Regions from separate parts of the Danio rerio genome. Here regions 2 and 3 are each linked to region 1. The links are chromatin contacts, called in public HiChIP or PLAC-seq maps. All regions are on one chromosome and are shown on one strand. Each heading gives the region's core, a stretch centred on a gene start, on an enhancer-like site or on the middle of the called end of the contact. The rest is flanking DNA. Distances are from core to core; before and after follow the strand shown. Region 1 holds the start of znf335 (zinc finger protein 335). Region 2 holds the start of adora1b (adenosine A1 receptor b). Region 3 holds the start of dclre1b (DNA cross-link repair 1B).

Region 1 (3,824 bases), core at 329-2,828:
TTACTCAAACATATACCAAATAAATTGTACATTGCAAATGGTCTCTTATGTGTCAAAATGATTTTGTGGATGCTTAGTATTGTCATTTATCTAATCCAATATATAATTAATTATTTTCATTTATAAATGTTAGATATTAAAATATTGTTAAAAACAGTCAGAAAGTAGCATTTGTATGCCATGGTGCATTCATTTGATCGTTAACAAGCAACATGAATTATATATATATATATATATATATATATATATATATATATATATATATATATATGTATATATATATATATACACACACACATATACATATATATATAAATATATACATATATATACACACACACACACATATATATATATATATATATATATATATATATATATATATATATATATATATATATATAAACTTTAGAACGTTCACAAAAGATTTCAATTTATATATATATGCAATTCCAGTGTTATGGATGTGACACTTGTGTGACTTTGGTAAATCAAATATAATAGCGTGTGTGTATATATATATATATATATATATATATATATATATATATATATATATATATATATATATATTATTTTTTTCCAGAAATTAAAGTATATCATCAAAACGTTGATGGCAGTATTGTTTTTGGAATTTTGGAAATAGGTATATACTTTGCTTACATTCATATTCAAGTGTTTCATTATTTTATATATTCTATTCCCTCTAATATCATAACAAAATCCTAAATTAACTTATTGCACATTTGTTCTATTCTTATGATTTGTTGTCCTGAATTTATTTTTATTTCCTATTCTGTTTTAGTCGACAGCTGTAGTGTCAAATTCCCCAGGGATGAACTGTTGTCTTGTGATCGCACCTTTCTAGGTCACAATAAGCACATTATAAGCTTACCAGCACAACCACAAGCCATCGTGGTCGACTCGTTAAATGCTCTTAAATACCAAAAACACAGCACCTAAACTACTTGATTTCACCTATTTCCCCAATGATAACACCTCTCCTCCTGCTGAGCAGCCATCAAATTGTGCTCGAGACACAAAATCCCTCTTAAATAAAGGACAACATGGTTTCGGTCCTTCATGAGCTCTAACACCTCTAAATGTCGAGCACACCAACAATTTTATAGTGAAAAAGTCACTAAATTGCATCCTAAATTGTACACTTGAGCCCTCGGACGGAACGTGTGTCTGTTTCCAGCTCGTTTCAGTCACTAAACTAAGCGCGTGTTTTTGCTGCCCTTCATCCTGCCTGCTCGCGCTGCGCCATTTTCCCCTCCCGCCGCTGCCAGATAATTTTTCCGCTCAGGCGATATGAAGAACCGCTCGGGGACCTCGAGGGCCTGCGCGAGAAGGGAGAGCCAGTCCGCCCGAATGTTTTCCTCTTGCTCATCATGGAGAAACATGCATTTTAAAACCAATTAACCTGATTATTATAAGCTAGAAATTTTTCTTACCGTGAATAGATGTGTGTTTTTATCTTCCCTCTCGAGAATGAAGCGAAATAAAATAAATGTTTCAAAGCGATTAGTTGCTACGGCTTTCTAGTCGGGCGCCATCAGCGTCTCCTCGCTTCCTGTCCTCAGAGCTGGCCGGAACTCCTTTATTGTCACGGGAAAAGACGAGTGCGGGAATCTTTTAATCGGTATTTTCAATGGAAAAACAATTATTTAAACATTCACGTTCTGTTTGGGAATATAGATATCGTCTATTTCGCTTAATATCATAGGTTTTCTGTCAAATAAAGTTGTAAACCTAAGGACTATTGCTCGTGTACTTCGCGGATTAATACGACGCTAGTTGTTTATCTGAAAAGTATACTTGTTTGTATTTTTAAACCAAAATAATAAACGTTTTTCCACCACAAGTTGAATTCGAGGGGGTTAAGGGGTTTCCACGAGCTAATTTTCACTTATTAGTTGAATCTGTGTTATAGAAATAGATTTCCATTATACCTCACTATCATTCGAATGGCGATGTGATTAATATTTATAGCTTCAGGTTTAAAAATAGGTATTAATTAGTCCAACAACATATCATATTTTAGTATTTCATCTTAAGGCGAACACATTTAGGCAATGTGCCTACTATTGTGAGCAGCATAAGAATTAGGTCATTTTCTACACCATCATCTGTAATGGATCAGGGTATTTTCGTGGCATTCCTCATAACCATCGTCTTGATATTATGAAATAATTCTGTTTTTTTTTAACTGATATTGTCATCATTGTTTTTATAAATTTTTGTAAAAAAAATCATTGTGAAAGGATATAAAAAGTATATATTTATGGAGAAATGTGACAGAGAATGGAGAATGCTACAGAGCATTCAGCAGCAATGAAAGTGCTGCACAATAGAAGTTTGGGTTAAAACAAAACACCATAAAAGTAAAAGCAAATTGTGTGATTACTTAGATTGAAATAGCATACATTGACGTGCCTTAACTGAAACGACAACAGAAATGTGTGTGCATGTTTGGCAAAAATCAAGATGATATTTTTTTTCTCCCAAGATTGCATAGTTGAGTTTGTTTACCACAATTTTTTAAATGCAATCAATTCAATTTAAACCATACTTCAGTACTACCCCAATAGCGCGTGGTGTAGCAATTAAGTAGAATTACTTTACTTTTATTTTACTGTGGGTATAAGTAAATGTGAACGTGTACATAAATGGATCCTGAACATACAGCTGCTGTTAAATACTACTGAGGAATTTGTTTAACCCTTTAACTACCCCACCAAGAAAAAAAAAGGTTGGATCGCATTTCTTAACCCCAACACTACCCATAATTTCTTACATATAAATTTATTACATATAAATATTTAAAATAAAAATAAAAATTTGTATGCTAAATCACCTTTCTTTGAAATATGCCATAAAATATTTCAGATTCTCATTTAACATGTTTTCTTGTTTTTATATATATATATATTATATATAATTAAAATCACATGTATTCGTGCAGCAGGATTATGTTTGTTTGATTTTCATGGTAAACCAACAATGCTGTATAAGTTATTATTTAAAACAGTAAAAAAAAATGGTCAACCGTTTGGTAGAGGGGCAGTCAATAGTCTAAAATGGTAATTAAATCACTAAGAATCAACACAGATATCAAACCCTTGTGTAAAAATTCATAATATAGCAAGAAATAATAACAAATCACTCACACAAATATTAAAGGATCTTGTTTACAAATTTATTAAGTAAACAAACACTGCAACAAACATAAAAATATAAATAAGTGGAAGGTTGAACATTAAATTAATAATATTAATAATATCATTTACACCAGGCAAATGATTTCACAATATGGCAAAATCTGCAATCCCCATCATTAGCTCTAAGGCTAAAAATAAACCTTTGCATTCAAAAACATCTGAATGGGGTCAATGCAGAATACGGGTGCTTTGTTCACAACAAATCGGCTACAACATTCCTGCGGAGACTCCACTCACACATTTACAAGCACAAAGTTAATTCCTAAAGTCAAACGGGCTTTGCCTCGTTTTCTACAATAATGTGCCATTAGGAAACCCATCATGACCAAAGCAGTTATGTGGGAAGCTGAAATAATAAATTATAAGACCATGGTAAAGCTGACGGACAAATATGCCTAACATCCCGTCTCATGTGCCTATGATAATTTCAGTGTTAAAACTGTTCTTTTCCTATAACAGTTAAAGTCAAAATCCCTTTAACAGACACTTGAAATTTAATACATTCTGTCTGTGTCTTCCTCGCTACATTTTACACTGAAGAGAAACGGTTTCCCTGTTAAAAAAGGGCTCTGTCATCAGATTAGGATGTCGAAGGTCTAT
Region 2 (4,073 bases), core at 1,365-3,864, 160 kb after region 1:
ATCTATATGAAACAGTCCCGTAAAAGTCAAGTCTCGCTTTCAGTTTCGGCTTTTTGCACTCGCATACAAGCGTACAGAGCCAAAGACCAAGTGAACCGCGCTCAGCGCCCAATTCAGTGCACTCACACTTCTCAAATGATCCGGGAAACGGGCCTGGGCACTGTTTGGATAGCATCGTGTGAGTAGGCCCTAAGCCTGAAAATTATGATTAAGATTATAGTTAGATGGCTCAATCTTCCATTTTGTCAGATCTAAGAAAACGCAGGGTGCCATTGGCTGGGGAACCAGAGCCTCATTTCCTTGTTTTTTGAAAGAAAAATTTAAAAGAGAAATTTAAAACCCACTTTTCTAGTGTCTGGTCATACTGGCCAGACCCGAATGACTTGTGTTCTTTAACTCTGGCTCTCAGAGGACATTATCACTAATTATTCAAAAGACCTTCACACTTTGAAACAAATGGCTGTTTACCATTAGCAGATTACCAGATTAGTTTTTCACCTAACCAGATTAACTCTTCAAAAGCACCATTGCGAAAACTCCCTTTTTAACCTTTATTGGAATGATATGAATCTTTTTATACATTTAATATTTTCAATTGACATTTTAGCTACAGTGCTCATAATATATTTTTATCCATTTCTCAGTGAATATAGGTAATGTATTTAAAGAAAACAGATTTATTAAATAGATATATTTATTAAAATAATATTTTAGTCACCAAAAATATTTAGAAATTAAAATATAATACAATTAAATTCAAGCAAAATATTGCAAAAAAAAAAATAATAATAATAATAATAATACAACCTACAAAATTTCAACCAATTTTCAATATTTTTGCTTCTCTTGATTTTTCCTCTTTTTAAAATTTATATTTAATATTTTTCTATAACATAAATTTGAGTGTACTAGTTTTTGGACCATTATGGTAAGTTGTTTTGTTAGATTAGCTCCAGATTTGGCTTCAGTACTGACTAATCTAATGTATATGCACATATTTATTATTGTATAGCTTCCGGTTAAAAATATGATAAATAATTTTAAAGATAGATTTTTGAGGAGTGTACACGTATATGAAGAGTTTAGACACAAAAACCTAAAAATACTGATTAATACATTATTCAACTGAACCAACAGTCTGGTTTGAGCTAAAAGATGCCATTGTTGTCTTTTCACATCTGCTTTACAGCAGAATTTGAATTTGTCTCGTATCAAATGATGTTTTCTTTTTATTTTAATTTTTCTGTTTATTATCGCAAAGCTACTTTGCAACCTCCATACAAATTAAAGTAATTCAGCTTGATATAAAAGCCCTGATAATTTAATGACAGGTTCCATTGTGGCAATTTATGAGAAGAAAACGGATTTTCAAAAATAAACCTACACTGATAAATATTCAACGTAATAAAAAGCGGAACAACCAGCTCCAATCCTCCATCTAACACTCAAACATCAAAAGGGCCTTGCAAATACATCATTTTGAGTACCTACATTAGATGGGCTTCATCTGTGAGATAATTAGAGCTCACTGTTATCACTCAGTTGGCACATTAAGCTTATTGTACATTATTAAACCTATTAGTTTTGCTGAAAAATTGCTAATTTATTTCACAATACGTTCAGCCTACATCACGGAGCGTCGATTGAGTGTTTAAATTAGTCACTGCTCATTTGTGACAGTCACCTCCTACTTCCTTTCACTCTCACGAGCACAATGTCTATCTCATATCTACCACAGTGCACATTATATCACACTATAAACTGGGCACTGTCAGTCTTATTACACTTTCTCTCGAGCGCCAGAGATAAACTAAGACTGAAGGCGAAAACAATGCTGAGAAAATGAGTTGAGGCTCTCTGAAAAAGAAAGTGGCAAACGCAGGTTTGTCCCTCAGCCATTCTCAAGGAGGAAACCAAAATAGACGGCGCGCCGTTTGGGATGGTGCTGTTTTCTCCCGGCAAAGGAAAGCAGGACGACCTTTGGATATGACATCCCTACAAAAAATAATCTACACTGGGTAGTTTGACTTATTTTGCTCCCCGAATTGCGAACTGGCCGAGTATGGGTGAGACAAAGGGCTCTACCCATCGACATCTATTCTGGGGCACCGCATAGCTCGCGAGAGTGTTGGAAACGACCCGCGCGCCGGACAAGCTCTTGTTTCACATATCCAGGGACAAATATGGTGCGTCTTTTAATTTATTTCCCCACGGGTTGTACGTCTAGAGAACTGCCGGACAGTTGTAGGTGACACGAAGAAATTTATTTATTTGTATGATTGTGGGATGAATAATCGGCGCGCGCCTGTCTCGCACGAGCGCAGGTGGATGCGATGAGGAGGCGCTGTAGGAACCTAAAAGAAAACACCCAAAACTGGGCGATATTTTCAGCGCAAGATTTCTTAAGTTTGTCTGATTTTTTTCTTCTCGCGTCCCATTTCCAAATGCACATACGCGTGTGTGGAATACAGCCTCTCCTTTGAGGAGCAGTGCTTTTAATGGAAGGATTTTTCACCGGACTAGTACAGTTAATCAATTTACACATCACTTTCTCTTGAAGCTCCATTGTCGCGTGGATATTCATCGCCTTATCGATCCCCGTCGAGTGCAAGAATGCCCGAGGATCTCTCCGCGGCCAAAGCCCTCTACATGGGCATGGAGGTGGTGATCGCCGTGTCATCCGTGATTGGAAACGTCATGGTGGTTTGGGCGGTAAAAATTAATAAATCCCTGAGAGATACTACGTTTTGCTTCATTGTCTCCCTGGCGCTCGCGGACATTGCAGTGGGAGCGCTGGTCATACCGCTGGCGATAACTATAAGCATCGGACTCCAGACTCACTTCTACAGCTGTCTGCTGGTCGCGTGCACGGTGCTGGTTCTGACCCAAAGTTCCATCCTTGCCCTGCTAGCTATAGCTATCGACCGGTACCTGAGGGTCAAGATCCCAACAAGGTAAAGTTATCGCTCCCTCTTCCCTACAGATTTTCAATTTCCTATAATAAATAGGTAAATTCACCTTCACTTTCACTGTAAGCATAGAATGTTCTGACGCACATACATAGACGATATAGCCAATGCATTGGTAATCATACCACACAGCAACAATTCGAAGACATTTCATGGTTTTACATTTCATTCATTCAGCTTATTGACTGTGGTCTTGAGTTTCAGTGATTTCCAAATACTAATCATGTCCCAAAATATGGAGGATGTCCCCTTAAAACACTGTGTATTTACTTTTTAAACATTTCTACAAAAGTTCAGTATGTGCAGATGATGATGGTGATGATGCATTATAATGATGATGATGATGGTGATGATGCATCATGATGATGATGATGATTCATCAGCCAATATTTAAAAATTCTTTAAAAATCTGATTTATTTGTTAGCATAAAAGTAAAAACGCCCAGTACTAGGTAATGTTGGGGCAAAAATCTAATTCGCCCCTGGCTGAACAGATATTATGTTTCATTTTCAGACTATGACATATTTTTTAAAGCGTTGTATATTGTTTAAAAAAAAGTAAATCAACAAATTGAATGAGTTGGTTTTGATAGTTTTTTTGAATGATTAAATAACCAATGAAAAAGTAAGACCCTTTTAAAAAGGGAAAATGTTGCTTAAAGGGATAGTTCACCTAAAATGACAGTTCTGTCATCATTTGCTGACCCTTCACTTTTCATACCCATATTTTTCCTAATCTGGAAGTCAATGGTTACAGGTTTTAAGGTTTCTTCAAAATATCTTCTAGTGTTAAGCAGAATAACAAAAAAAAAATAAATATATCTATATTATAGTCAATATTATATTTAGAATAAAGGTTCAGATCAAATTGAGGGTGAGTAAATAAATTAATTAAATTGCACATATTTAAAATTGAAGATGTCATAAAAGACTGAATTCTAATTTAATTATTTCAATTAATTAAAAGATGTCAGCAGAGTGCACATATATATTACCATTAATTACAATTAACATTACAAATAATAATCAATAACACTGCACTCTCAGAAATAAAAGGTGCAAGCTGTCACTGGGGTGGTACCATATTAATGCCTTAAGAGTATA
Region 3 (3,800 bases), core at 526-3,025, 180 kb after region 1:
GATTCAGGATGAGAATGAGCCGCTATGTCTATGCCTGATGTTGAAAGCCAAGATAAGTGCACATTCGCTGCATTTGTTAACAGACCACGAGATCGATCACAGAATCAGTGATGCAAGTGTGGATAAAACCTGATGTGAGCCAATCAGGTAACAAGTTGAAACACGCCTCTCTCGCCCACCAATCAGGGAACTCTCATTCAGAGAGTTAACAAAAACATATGAGGATACGTACTAACAAATGAAATTGTTCACTTTGTCTTAAATTTGACCAGTGGACATTCATGCTACTAATAAATTTAACGTGAAGATTATTGCAAACATTTAACTAATATTGTAGATTTATTATATCTGTTTAGTTTATTCCATCAAGTTTATTTAATCTTCATCTAAGTTCAAACGAGATATGCAAAAAACTAAACTAGAAAATGTCAAAAACTTATAAATGATAAATACCTTATATACAAAAAATTTATATGAAGTGTTCAGATGCAAAAACCTCTATATGCTGTCTGAAATTTTCTTCTAAAATAAGCATTTTTACCAGGTTCCAGTGTAAAGGTTTAATAATTTCACTTTCATGGCAAAGAATACCTTCTTTTTGTGGTCTTCAAAGTGAAATAACTGAAAATAACAAATTTTATATGGAAATTTCAGACGACATTCAGAGGTTTTTGCATCTGAACTCAACTCTTCTCATATATATATATATGAGAGAGAGAGAGAGAGAGAGAGAGAGAGAGAGAGAGAGCTTAGACTATTAAACATACTTATTTTTCAGTCTAATAGTATTATGTAAATAATCAAGAGAATGGAGTGACCATAAACTCGTTAATTTGTTGTTCTTCAATGAAACTAACATAAAAATCTCTAGGATGAATCTTAGCCTGGTGGTTATTCTGTTCTGGCTAGCTGTAAAGAATAAATCTCCATAGTAACTTCATTCAGTTTAATTTAGCCTGCTTATATGCAACTGAGTCAAGGCTAAATTCAGCGAGGATAGCCTCAAAATCCCAGTTTAATTCCTTATCCTACTTTTGTGCAATCAGATTCGCTCAGTGTTCACAGTGGCCAAACCTAAAATACAAAACAAAAAAGCTTGTACATTTGTGTGTCTGTGACAGATCTTTCAAAACATCCAAACATTCTTTGCATCTTCCCTCTTTGGTCCGTGTTGTTTGACTAATGCTGTGTCGTGACTCCTGAACAGAACACTAGTTTGTTTTAATAAACATCCAGAGCCCAATTCACCAATCATGGTTCCCTTAAATGTCCATGTTTGCTCCGATTCAGAGTAAGCTTTCACACTTAGTCAAATGAACCATACTAAAAGGAGTCACACCAAATTTATTTTAATCAAACGACAACTACCAAGTGTAAACAAACCCTAAAGTGCTTTATTTGAAGGTTTCATTGTTAATAATATAATTTGCTGTTTCTCAAAGCACACAGTACAAGAAGAACAGAATGAAAGAACAAAAAATATTATAGACAATTATAATATAATAATTTTAGTATGTTGATAAGTACTAGAAAAAAAACAATCTAATTTAATATGCTAATAATTCTGGAAAGAACTAGCATTTGCATTTTATTTCATTATTATTATATATCATTGTAATTTTTTATGCACAGCACGAGCAGAGAAACCAAGAAAGACCCGACATCCGCGCGTTCGCGTCAGCAGTGACGTCACACTGGCTCATGCGCAACACGGAGGCGTGGATTGTTTTTGGCGGACAAACCAGCACTACCAAATAGCAGCGTTCAGAAGTGCCTCACAAAGGCGCGCTGAAATCTTTTGAATTTGTTGACACACCGCGATTGTCGAAAGCCCAGTGTGTGGGTTTAGCATGGCGCTCATCTGCACAAATACAACACATCCTCATCACCTGCCCAGCTAACCGGCCTGCTAACACTCTCGGATGAACACTCACAGGCATGCTGTTACATTTACCTTTTTGTCTGGCATTGTGTAAAGCTCAAACATTCAGTGTCATTTGTTTATTGCTAACGCTGTGTGCTTAAGATGTCAAGATATTTTGCTATGTTATAAACCCTCGCAAGTGCACATTATATTGTTTGTTTACATTTCTGACAGTTCTGCTTGACAATTGACGCTTTCGAATATCAACAAATCCAGCAAAATCAACTGAAACGCATTTTTCTGTCATCACGTCTCTTTAGAAATGAGTAGCGGGTAAAGTCTGAGCTCTCCAGCAGCAGAAAATGAACGGGAAAGTCTTACCGGACACTCCTATAGCTGTGGACTGTTGGCAGCTCCGCAAGTGCCTTCACGTCCGCCTGTTCTTCTTGTCCCACATGCACTCGGATCACACCTGTGGCCTGTCATCCACCTGGAGCCACAGACCCATCTACTGCTCCCCTCTTACCGCCAAACTCCTCCGGCTCAAACTGCAGGTGAGATCACTGCACACCAGCGAGGCAAACTGAGGAAAAGTAGAGTTTATTGTTTGATTTTTCAGAACTGCTTTAAGTTGAATATTTTATGCAAGAATTTATTAGTATGCCAGAGTAATAGGCGGTTCATTCCACTGTGGCCCCTGATTAATTAGGGACTAAACAGAAGAATAGAATTTATTAATAGCAATTATTAATATTACACTTTAATAATAATATATGTATTTATATAGTAGTAATTTATATTGGAAAGACAAATTGTTTAACAGCTTAAATTTGAGTGGTATCAAATTAGCTTTGTGTTTTTTGTCAGCTTTTTTTAAGTTTTGAAAATATGTAGATTTAGTACACTTAACTTATCTTAGTTCTATTATCCGTTTGTTTCACCTTGTGTGTGTGAAGCTATGAATAAAAAAAGAGCATTTGAAAATTAGCTATTTCTCTTGATTTACAATGTATAGATATGTTTGAATGAACTGTAATTGTTTATGCAAACTACTAATGGGAGATCTGCTAAAATTATAGCCAAAATGTCATTTATTGCAGAAAATAAAAATTGGTCAGAATAACAAAAGATTCCATGTTTTCATATACGTTTATAATCATTTTTAGACAACACAATACCAGTGTTTTAAAGGTTGAATAGTTTATTATTTGGAGAGAATCTATATTTGTTGGAATAGTAATATGTGTAATTAACAATAGCTATGTTTCCATCCAAAGATGCAAAATAAAATTATGTGCAAAACTAAACTGGAAAAATGAAATTTGCTGCGGTAGGAGAAGCTGCTTGAATCTTTTCCTTATTTAACAATTGACTAGCGTCTTAGAAGACAACGCCTACACGCAATGAACGCATGATGGCATTTGAAGGCATGAAGCACAGACTCTCATGAAAGTTCTGGAGGTCATTATTAATATAATAACACTAATACTGAAATAGTTATGCCTTTTTAGAATGACCAAATCAACATTTCAGATGTTTTAGTGTGCTCAGCCAGCTGGTTTGTCCATTTACACACATTTTTATCATCACATGATCTCTTATAACAAAATCACATTTAATGCACACACTGGAATTTGTTCGGTAAAAGTGTTTCCATCATAGTTTATGCACATCTTTTTTATCTGATGAAAAGTTTATCCTACTCAGTTATGCTCATACTTTATGCGCATTTTCAAAATTGTTGCACATCTTGCCGTTTCCATTTCCAACAGTTTTTTTTTAATGCACATGTCCAAAATACGCATAAAGTTGGATGGAAATATAGCTAATAACAAAATTATTATATATGAAGTTTAAGAACTGATTTGGAATAATATGTATATAATGTCATATGCAAACAGTTGAACTGTAGATGTTTGTTTTTTGTCGTCCGGTT

Evidence for each region. HiChIP or PLAC-seq counts read pairs in DNA pulled down with a chosen protein or histone mark.
Region 2: a contact with region 1 is called in an H3K4me3 HiChIP or PLAC-seq map of gastrula embryo, with 4 times the contacts expected there. The contact joins the promoter of adora1b here to the promoter of znf335 in region 1. A contact is called at or near these places in 2 of 4 datasets of contacts at active chromatin or transcription factors (caudal fin and gastrula embryo).
Region 3: a contact with region 1 is called in an H3K4me3 HiChIP or PLAC-seq map of gastrula embryo, with 6 times the contacts expected there. The contact joins the promoter of dclre1b here to the promoter of znf335 in region 1. A contact is called at or near these places in 3 of 18 Hi-C or Micro-C datasets (caudal fin, embryo and hematopoietic stem cells) and 3 of 4 datasets of contacts at active chromatin or transcription factors (caudal fin, embryo and gastrula embryo).

What each region holds. Positions count from the first base shown.
Region 1 is chr8:26,191,253-26,195,076 of GRCz12tu, reverse strand. It overlaps znf335 (zinc finger protein 335), which reads right to left and starts at 1,578. Exons shown (of 22, transcript XM_073910358.1): 1 at 1,458-1,578. It overlaps mmp9 (matrix metallopeptidase 9), which reads right to left. Exons shown (of 13, transcript NM_213123.1): 13 at 3,181-3,824. The coding sequence ends at 3,821.
Region 2 is chr8:26,029,228-26,033,300 of GRCz12tu, reverse strand. adora1b (adenosine A1 receptor b) reads left to right here and starts at 2,614. Exons shown (of 2, transcript NM_001128584.1): 1 at 2,614-2,954. The coding sequence starts at 2,614. It also overlaps a transcript of mmp9 not described here.
Region 3 is chr8:26,006,983-26,010,782 of GRCz12tu, reverse strand. It overlaps dclre1b (DNA cross-link repair 1B), which reads left to right and starts at 1,775. Exons shown (of 5, transcript NM_001077283.1): 1 at 1,775-1,936; 2 at 2,185-2,418. The coding sequence starts at 2,227. It also overlaps a transcript of mmp9 not described here.